Linked DNA regions of Anas platyrhynchos: region 1 is linked to region 2. A link is a contact called in public Hi-C data. All regions are on one chromosome and are shown on one strand. Each heading gives the region's core, a stretch centred on a gene start, on an enhancer-like site or on the middle of the called end of the contact. The rest is flanking DNA. Distances are from core to core; before and after follow the strand shown. Region 1 holds the start of ST8SIA1 (ST8 alpha-N-acetyl-neuraminide alpha-2,8-sialyltransferase 1). Region 2 overlaps ST8SIA1 (ST8 alpha-N-acetyl-neuraminide alpha-2,8-sialyltransferase 1).

Region 1 (4,123 bases), core at 1,060-3,559, 61 kb after region 2:
CGTGCAGGAGTGGTAGGGAGAATAGTAATCCATGTCCTTCTTAAATAAGGATACTACCTTGTGAAAACCCACCCAATATTAGGCTACTATGGAAGGCAGTATTACTTCAAAGCCCACACACAGGTTGTCTACAAAGCTCTATACCTGCTGACTAGTTAAAACAGAGACCTGCATTCATAGAGGTTCCAGTACAAACTGAAACCTGGAGCTTTTACAATGCTCTTCCATAAAAAGAAAAGAATGATAGCAAAGAATGTCATTGTTTCTGTTAATTGTATTACAATATAGAGAAGTTTACCTGATGAGGGCTTCAATTTCCTAGCTTTCTACCCATGTTAAGAGCAGCAAATCTATGCAGCAAGAATACAGAGTTCTACATCACTATTGTTTGACTATTTTGGTATATTCACTACATATCTCCAGTGAAAATTTCACTTAAAAAAGTGTTAATTCCTAAAGCAGATTGATTTAAAGTTCATTGTATTTAGCACTGTGCCAACTGAGCAAGACACAGATGAGAAACCACAGCTCACTTTATTGAAAGATATTCTCTTCCATAAGCATCCTTGAGATAACCACTATACCTAGACAGTGGAAAAAACATCTGGGCAGGTGGAATAGTTGAGAAGCCACACAGTTTTTGTTTGTAAACCATGTGGCTGAAATAGACTAAAAAATATTTTTTAAACTGAAGTTGCAGCAGCTTTGTCAACCTTCAAAGCAACATTTGGCTTACAAACATGAAAAACAATGCATCGAGCTCTCCCTTGTATCACCTATCAGAGTAATTTTTTTTTTAAATGATTAATCTACCTAAAAATGTAAATCTGCGGCACAAAAGAATTAAGATAAATTAATAACTGAGACCAACCCAGTGTCTTCCAGTTTTCTACCCTGTGCTCTAGAACAAGGATTCTACATCAGAACCTTTTTGCTAGCTCTGTATCTAAGGGAGGACTTCTTTCAGGCCTAGCTTCTATTAACACAAACCAATTTAACATCTCTCATTGCTTTTATTTTCTGCAAGCTCCAGGTGCTGAAGGGTGTGCTTTTGAAGAGCTGCAAAGTTTCTGCTATCCCAGCGGACAAGATACTAAGCAATCACACGCCGGCTCCAGTTCACAGCAAACAAGTTGAGCTGCATTCGCAAAACAACGAAGAACACCAAGTAGCGCCGTGCACCAGAACAGAAGCCCCTAGGAACTGGGATCTGATTCACTCCGGCATTTACAAAAGCAAGGGAGCCTTTTTGCAGGTAGTCTGGCTACCACTAACCCCGACCTTTCGCCTGCAGCTCAAAGGACAGGGAGAAAACCCAGCTTCCCACCTGGCGGGGAGGGGAAGGGAAACCCCCGGGCTGTCTGCATTTCACCCAGCCGCTCGAGCGGGTTTTGGGGGAAGGCAAATCTCCTCCGCGCCCCCTTTCAGGCCGGGGGCGCCCGGGAAGCCCTCCCTGCCGCAGGGGCACCCGGCTGCAGCCCGGCCCTTCGGCCGCTCGGCCCGGGGCGAGCCCCCCACGAAAGTTTGGCGGGGCAGGAGGGGTCGGGGCCGGGCAGGGGGCGGCAGGAGCGGAGGGACGGCGCCAAGTTTGGGGCGGCGAGGGGCTGCCCGTCCCCGGCCGCCCTTGAGCCGGCGGTACCTGAAGCCGGCGACTGCAGTGTGGTTCCTCCTCCACGCCTTGCCCTGCTGCAGCAGCACCCCCTGCACGATCTCCTTCTCGTCGGGCAGCCGGTAGACGGGGAAGACGTAGAGCCAGCAGAGGACGAAGACGCCCAGGGCGCTGGCCCCCACGGGCAGGCGGGTGCGCGGCCACTTCCACGCCAGCCCCGCCATCCTCCTCCTCCTCCTCCCGCAGCGCCGCCGCGGCGCCGGGCTGCGCTCCTGCATCAGGCCCTCGCCGTGCGGGGGCCGCCCAGCCCCGCCGCCCTACGCCCGGCGGGCCGGCCGGCGCCCGCTGCCCGCGGCCATGGCATCCCGGCCGGGCTCCTCCCGGGGGCTGCGCCGCGGCTGCCTCCTCTCCCGGCGGTGGCTGCTGCCGCCCCTCCTCACGGGCATTTGGTCCCCCGCTCTGCCCGCCAGGCGAGGCGAGGCGAGGCGATGCTCCCCTCCCTCCGCCTCCCGCCCGCTCTCTTTACCGCGGGCCGCCCCGGTAAATTTCCACCCCGGACCCTTCCCTCGCTCGGCCCCGCGCCGGGGCTTCCTTCCGCTCGCACCGGGGCCGAGGCAGCTCCCGGCCCCTGCGCGGGGCTGAGGAGCCGCCGCCGAGCCCCCCGCAGCCCGGCCTCCTCCCCCGGGAGCCGCCGCACCGCCCGGCAGCCGCGCTCCGCCGGGGGCCGGCCCCGCAGCGCGCCCTGGCGGCCATCTGCTGCCCGCGGGGCCTGCCCGCCACACGGCCGGGAGCCGGCTGCCGCGGAGCAGCCCCCGGCTCGGGGCGGCGGCTGGGAGGGAAGAGGTGGCCCCCGAGGCTGAGCCGGCGGTGCTGGGGGCGCTGGGTGACAGAGCCCGCCGGGAGCGGCCCGTGTGAGAGGGGAGCGGGCGCCGGCTGGCAGCGCCGTCATGTCCGCGTGTAGCCACGGCGCTGTAACTCGGGAGATGCAGGGATGCGGGGGGACATTCACAGCCTCTCTTGTCCGAGACCTGTCACTGCGGTATAGATGTTGTTTGCACTAACGCCTTACACAGCACAGCTGTCTAGAGCAAGTGGGAAAAGAAATAGAGCACTGTGTCCCTGGCCAACACCTGGCAAATCCCTTCCGAGCAGGACAGGTGTTTGCATCCTCCCTAAGTAAACTTGCTTTTTTGGTGAGGAAGCTCTTTGTCGACGGTAGCATAAAACTGTCCGATCAACTCTACTAAAACCAAACAGAACTAATCGATCCATCCCTGGGGATGTTCAAGGAAAGGTTGGACCTGGCACCTGGCGCTTAGGGGTTTAGTGGTTGATATTGGTAGTGGATATTGGTTGGACTGGGTGATCTTGGAGTCTTCTCCAACCTTTATGATTCTGTGATCTTTAGGGAGACTTATTCAAAATGTAGTTAGCTAGACTTATCAAAAGTAAAAATTATTAAAAACATGCAAAACTGTGTGCATTTTTGTGTAAATGTGCAAAACCATGCACTCCGGATTAAATTCTGCCTCATTGCTCACCTTTAGTCAAAAAGAGGGACAAGCCTGAGTCTTGATGTCACTTAGGAAACCAAAAGTGGAAAAAGGAACAAAGAGAAAGTAGAAATGGCTTATTATTTCACTGTCCAAACTGGATGCAATGAAGTAAGTAGAAATTAAATAGATGCAGTTATTTGCTAATTTCTTCGTTAACGCAGTCCCTCCTTAAGTAGAGTAGGGAGGGATCATTTCCTTAATAAAGGATTATTACTTACACAATTATCACTTACACAATTAGATGCAGGATTGGGGGATATTTTTTATGTGTGAACCTATAAGGTATTCCTAAGCCTTTCGCCTTATTTTTCCTTTCTTTTTTTTTTTTTTTTTTTCTTTTTCCTTATTATCTTTCAGCCTCAAGCCCCCAGGCTGTTCACTGAATTTATAACAGTCCACAGTCTGTCTAGTGCAATGGCTGTTAACTCCTTCATCGTTTCCTGCCTACAGCACACAAGGAGCCAGATGTACCAAGACAGAGATGAGGCAGAGCCTGTTATGTTGTTGCTGACATGGCACAAAGAACTGAAAATGTCTGGCCTCATTCTGTTATTATACAGGTAGAAATTTCTTCTTTCCTTACCTTCTTTCAGTAAGCCCTGAAGAGAAGTGTACTGATGCTTTACATTGTGGGTAATGATTTCAGGTGGAGAATAAACTGCTAAACATTAATCTTGCTTTCAAGCAAACAGTCTTAACCACCTCAATGGCAGTTTGCAATCATTGTGAAGATGTAGTAATTGACAATCCATGCCTTTAAATCAAAGCCAAAAGATGGAACTATCCTCTCTGCTGTACTCCACATTAGTGAGAATTTCAATAGTGAGATTTGTTCTCATCTTCATTCTTTGGGTCCCAGGTAAGATCTACAAGCACAAAGGCTAATTATTCTGGATGAAGTTCATAAGCGGGCCTAATACAGGAAAAGACAAATATATAGCGAGAGAGATAGATGCCT
Region 2 (4,742 bases), core at 1,416-3,915:
CCAGAGGGTGGCATGGGGTGTGTACCCATTATATCATCTTTCTTGCACAGAAGTATGCTTACCTCTGATAGCTGAGACAGCAGTTTGTACAGGTGGGTAGGAAAAGAAACTCTTTAAGTTGGTGGACCTCTTCAGAAAGTTTCTCCCAATTATTCTCTTTCAGTTGATGGCCACTGATCTGTACAGGTGAGAAGGAAAATAAATTGTCTTTAAGTTGGTGGAAGTCTTCAGAAAGTTTCTCCACAGCTGAGACACAAGCCTGTAGGGAAGAAGAGAGACTTTCTCCATACTACCGGAGTTGTTTAGCCAATTTGTCCACTGTGGGTTCCTAATCTTCTTTCCAGGTCATTACTGTCAATGAGCTGGCATATGATGATGGTGCAAACTCCCGCCACATGGGTCGTGTACACTTGACTTCATCTGGATCCGTGGATATTTGTTCGTTGTCTAGCTCCCTATAAATCACCTCCCGTAGGGCTAATTCCCTCAGGTACTGGATTCCCTTCTCCACAGTGGTCCACTTGCCTGGTAGACATACAAGTTCTTCCTTGAAGGGATACCTTTCCTTCACAGCTCACAGGAGACGCCTCCAGAGGCTGTAACCTGGTGCTCCATCTCCAATTGCTTTGTCGATGCCTGCATCTCTAGCAAGGGGTCCCAGCTGCCTGGCTTCCCTGCCTTCTAATTCCAGGCAATTGGCTCCAGTGTCCCAGCACCGAAGCAGCAAGGTGACAAGCTGCTCACCTATACATTGACCAAAATCTTTTTGCACCTCTCGTAGCTCATGCTGGTATACGGTTTGGGTAGTTACTGTTGTTTTTGCGACATCATCTTCATCCTGTTCCTCTGATTGCCCGGTCTTGTCTTCTCCATACTTAGTCTTAGCAGGAGTTTCTCTGCATTCTAAACGATCTGACTCTCTAAACTATTTTTTCACCTTGGCTACAGGGGCAACTTGCACTGCTACAGTTCATTTCTCTGACCCAGCCACAGGGCCCGCCACAGGGGTTGGATTAAATGCAGGGCCTGCCACAGGGGTTGGAACAACCGCTGGGCCCATCACAGGAGCTGGGATGACTGCTGGGCCCATCACAGGGGTTGGAGTGGCCACAGGGGCTGGAGTGGCCGCAGGAGCCAGAGCCGCAGTGGCCACAGGGGGTGAAGTGGCCACAGAGGCTGGAGCGGCTGCAGGGGCTGAACTGGCTGCAGAGATTGGAGTGGCTCCAGGGGCTGCAGTGGCCACAGGGGCTGTACTGGTCGCAGAGTCCATCATAGGGGCTGGAGTGGCTGCAGGGGTTGGAGTGGCCGTTGGGCCTGTCACAAGACTTGGAGTGGCCGCAGGGTCTGTCACTAGGTTTATAGTGGCATTGATCGCAGCTCGATAGGCATAGGCCAGACCCCAGCACGTTGCAGTGATCTGTGTCTCTTTGCCAGAGTGATGACACCTCTTTTTCAAGCATTCTACCAGTTTTTTTAGGATTTTGCAGTTGTTCAGGGGTGAATTTCCAAAGCACTGGAGGTGCCCACTGCTCTAGCTACCTGCCCATATCCTCCCATGCTCCCTGCTGCTCATCTGCCTCAGGGCAGATCCCTGGATAGCATTCCTAAGTAGTTTTTTAACCTTAAACAAAATCTAAAGCACATTCAGGAGACGTAACAATAACAACATGCTGGTCTGAACATCCCAAGGATATTCAAAATCTTGAAGAACTATCATAACTACCCCAGAGGATAAGAGGGGGGTGAAGGAGAAAGGGAAAGTGAAAAAGCAAGAAAAAATATCTCCCCTTGTTCCCTCCATAGATTGGCTCCCTGAAAAAAAAAAAAAAAAAAAAAAAAAAAAAAAAAGGTAATACATGTAATTCTTGATAGTTTCTGAGTTATGGTTTCCAAAGTACAGAGTCGATGACATTGCTGAGTACTAATACTAGGTTAGTCTCATGACCAGCAATTTTATCATATCATAAGCCAATGTAACACAGTACAGTAAAACAATGATCCTAAACCAGCCCCCAAAAGGATAAACAGCACAACATGGAACATATACAGTAAGTAATATGCCAAATAACTCAATTTGGAAAACAGGCACAGCAGCCCTAAGATCAAAGCAATCAACATTGTGACTAGCAACTATTAAGCAGGTCTAATACTTATATCAATTCATGTTTAACACACTCTGGTCAGATCTGTCATAATCTTAACCCTTCGAGCCCGACGTTGGGCACCAGGACTGTTGTGGTTTAACCCAGATGGCAGCTAAGTACCACACAGCCGTTCGCTCACCCTCCCCCCTCCATCTCTGGGATGGGGGAGAGAAACAGGAAAATGAAGCCTGTGGGTTGAGACAGAGAATCTTTATTAAGACAGAAATAACAAATAAATTATTTGTTTATTAATATTATTATTAATAATAATAATAATAATAATAATAATAATAATAATAATAATAATAATAATAATGTGTACAAAACAAGTGATGCACAATGCAATTGCTCACCATCTGCTGACCGATACCCAGCCTATCCCTGAGCAGCCGGCACCCCCACTCCTGTTAGGCTACCCCTATATATTGCTCAGCATGACGTCAGATGGTATGGAACACCCCTTTGGCCAGTTTGGGTCAGCTGTCCTGGGTCTATCCCCTCCCAACTCCTGCTACAAGCCCAGCCTGCCCGCTGGCCGGACAGAGTGAGAAGCTGAGAAGTCCTTGGCTTAGCGTAAGCACTGCTCTGCAACAATTCAAATATCAGTGTGTTATCAACATTATTCTCATCCTAATCCAAAACAAAGCACCCTTCCAGCTACTAGGAGGAAAACTAATTCTATTCTAGCTGAAACCAGGACAGCAAGAAATGTCTGGAGTTCTTGAAACTTTGGAAACTGCTTTCAAAGAAGTTCTCCTGGTATTTTGGACAGGACAAGGGGAGATACAAGGGCACCCGACAGGGCTCTGGGTAGACATGGCCCAGGCCTCGTGGCCTTCCAGGAAATGCCGGTACCCAGCAGAAGACAAAAGGAGAGGGTGGAAGTAGCATTGCGGTAGCCCCAGGTGCACAGGAGGACACCTTCAGACGTGTAATGTGACAGCTTTAAATCAACAATGAACATCCAAACAATAATAAATAAAAAAAAGCATGCAGATTTAACACACGGAATGGCCCTCAAAGTAGACTTCAGTTGGGGAATTGAGTCTGCTAAACAATCATACCGTGACATAAACAGACAAGAGAAGTGTCATCACAGTGACACCACTGAGCAACAGGCTGTGACGTGACCGAGCGACGGACTGTGTTGACTTATATCTGGGTGCCTGACCTAGCCCAGCCTGTCATGTGCCTAGACTCCCACTGCGTGGGTGCGCAAGGCTTTGAGGTCAAGCGACCAGTTGGTTTGGGTGCTGGCTTGTGCTTTTGGGACTGCTGCGAGCGTCTCTCAGGGCCCATCCCCGCAGCCACCACCCAGTGTTTCCCCAGCCCTGCCCACGTCAGGCAGTTGGGGCCCCACGAGGTGTGCTCGCTGCAGCAGAGGTGAGGTATGCCCCAGGGACATGTGCCCCGGGGGGTGGCTGTGGTGGGTTTTGGGGGCTCGGGGAGCTGTGCATGTGGGGAGCATGAGATGGCCCAGGCGTGGTGCTGGGAGGCTTTTCTGCTGAGAGATTTGGACATTTCTTCACCACTGCAGTACTGGTGATCAAGGGGTGCAACTCATCACGCTTGGCTCTTCCCAGCCACGCTGCCATGAGCATGGGGCTGCTCTCTGTCCCTTTTGAGAATAAAGCACCTTGAGGAAAATTGCCTGGTTCTACCAATGTTCCTAAGGAGCCAACATAATACCGAAAATTAACAAGAAGCCAAATTTAGCCCTTAATGTTGCTTTCTTGCACTTTTGCATAAGGAAGAGTATGACAGTTGAAAAGACAGCTCTCTTTGTGTCAGCTACAGGTAATGTGGCATTGGTTTTTACACTGTAAGACATGGTAGGGTGCCAAATGCTCCTTCTTCCTTTCTTTATTGCTTACAAATCATTCCCAGTCCGATAGGCCTTTTCTTCCTCCAGTGGAGCTGTCAAGTAGGAAGACACGACAGCTTGACAGCAACTCTCCAAAAAACATCAGCATCATGCAGGGATAGTGTGTCTTCTGTAAGGGAATGGGGACAGTGGCTATGTTCCCCAGCATTTCATTCGTCCCTTTCAGCTGACCTACCACAGTCCTGTGACGATAGAATCACAGAATGGTTTGGATTGGAAAGGACCTTAAACACCATCTAATCATTTTTGAAAAATAAAAGATGAACTTTTTTCCGGGAAGATTTTCTTTAAAATTGGTTGTGCTGTTACATAAGAAGTCTCACGCGTGGTACTAATTCATAACTTCAGACATTTTCTATCATACCCCTATTTTCCACCTGGCCTTTCTGTTTATAGTTACTGATTGAAATAACTGCACAAAGTTGGAAAGACATCTAATATTTTAATAGTAATTTAGAAGTCTTTTTTACATGGAGTAGCAGAAGAAAAATGGGTTAGAATGAAAGCATCTGTGTATGAGTGCCATAAGGGCAGAAAATCTTTATCATAAATCTTGACTGAATGTTGGGGGCTGGAAGATGCATGCATTTTAAGAAACCACAGTGACTGGTAGGAATTATAAAGCATTCAGGAAATCTAAATTGTTTTGTGTTCATGCAAAGTTCTACTGCAGAAGCACATTAGTGAAACTGCTGAAACCTATATTTTGCATG

What was found. Hi-C and Micro-C count contacts between places; a contact is called where the count stands out from the background.
Region 1: a Hi-C map of small yellow follicle shows a contact between it and region 2, with 2.4 times the contacts expected there. The contact joins the promoter of ST8SIA1 here to the enhancer-like site in region 2. A contact is called at or near these places in 2 of 8 Hi-C or Micro-C datasets (skeletal muscle and small yellow follicle).

Annotation. Positions count from the first base shown.
Region 1 is chr1:76,382,362-76,386,484 of IASCAAS_PekinDuck_T2T, forward strand. ST8SIA1 (ST8 alpha-N-acetyl-neuraminide alpha-2,8-sialyltransferase 1) reads right to left here and starts at 2,310. Exons shown (of 5, transcript XM_027449991.3): 1 at 1,640-2,310. The coding sequence starts at 1,887.
Region 2 is chr1:76,320,781-76,325,522 of IASCAAS_PekinDuck_T2T, forward strand. All of the region lies in intron 2 of ST8SIA1 (ST8 alpha-N-acetyl-neuraminide alpha-2,8-sialyltransferase 1), which reads right to left. Among named protein-coding and RNA genes, the nearest start is that of ST8SIA1, 62 kb to the right of the region's middle. Within about 2 kb of position 2,666, at least 4 of the 8 cell types and tissues checked have an H3K27ac peak or open chromatin away from gene starts, as enhancers often do. A contact at or near this core is called in small yellow follicle, where this site is marked.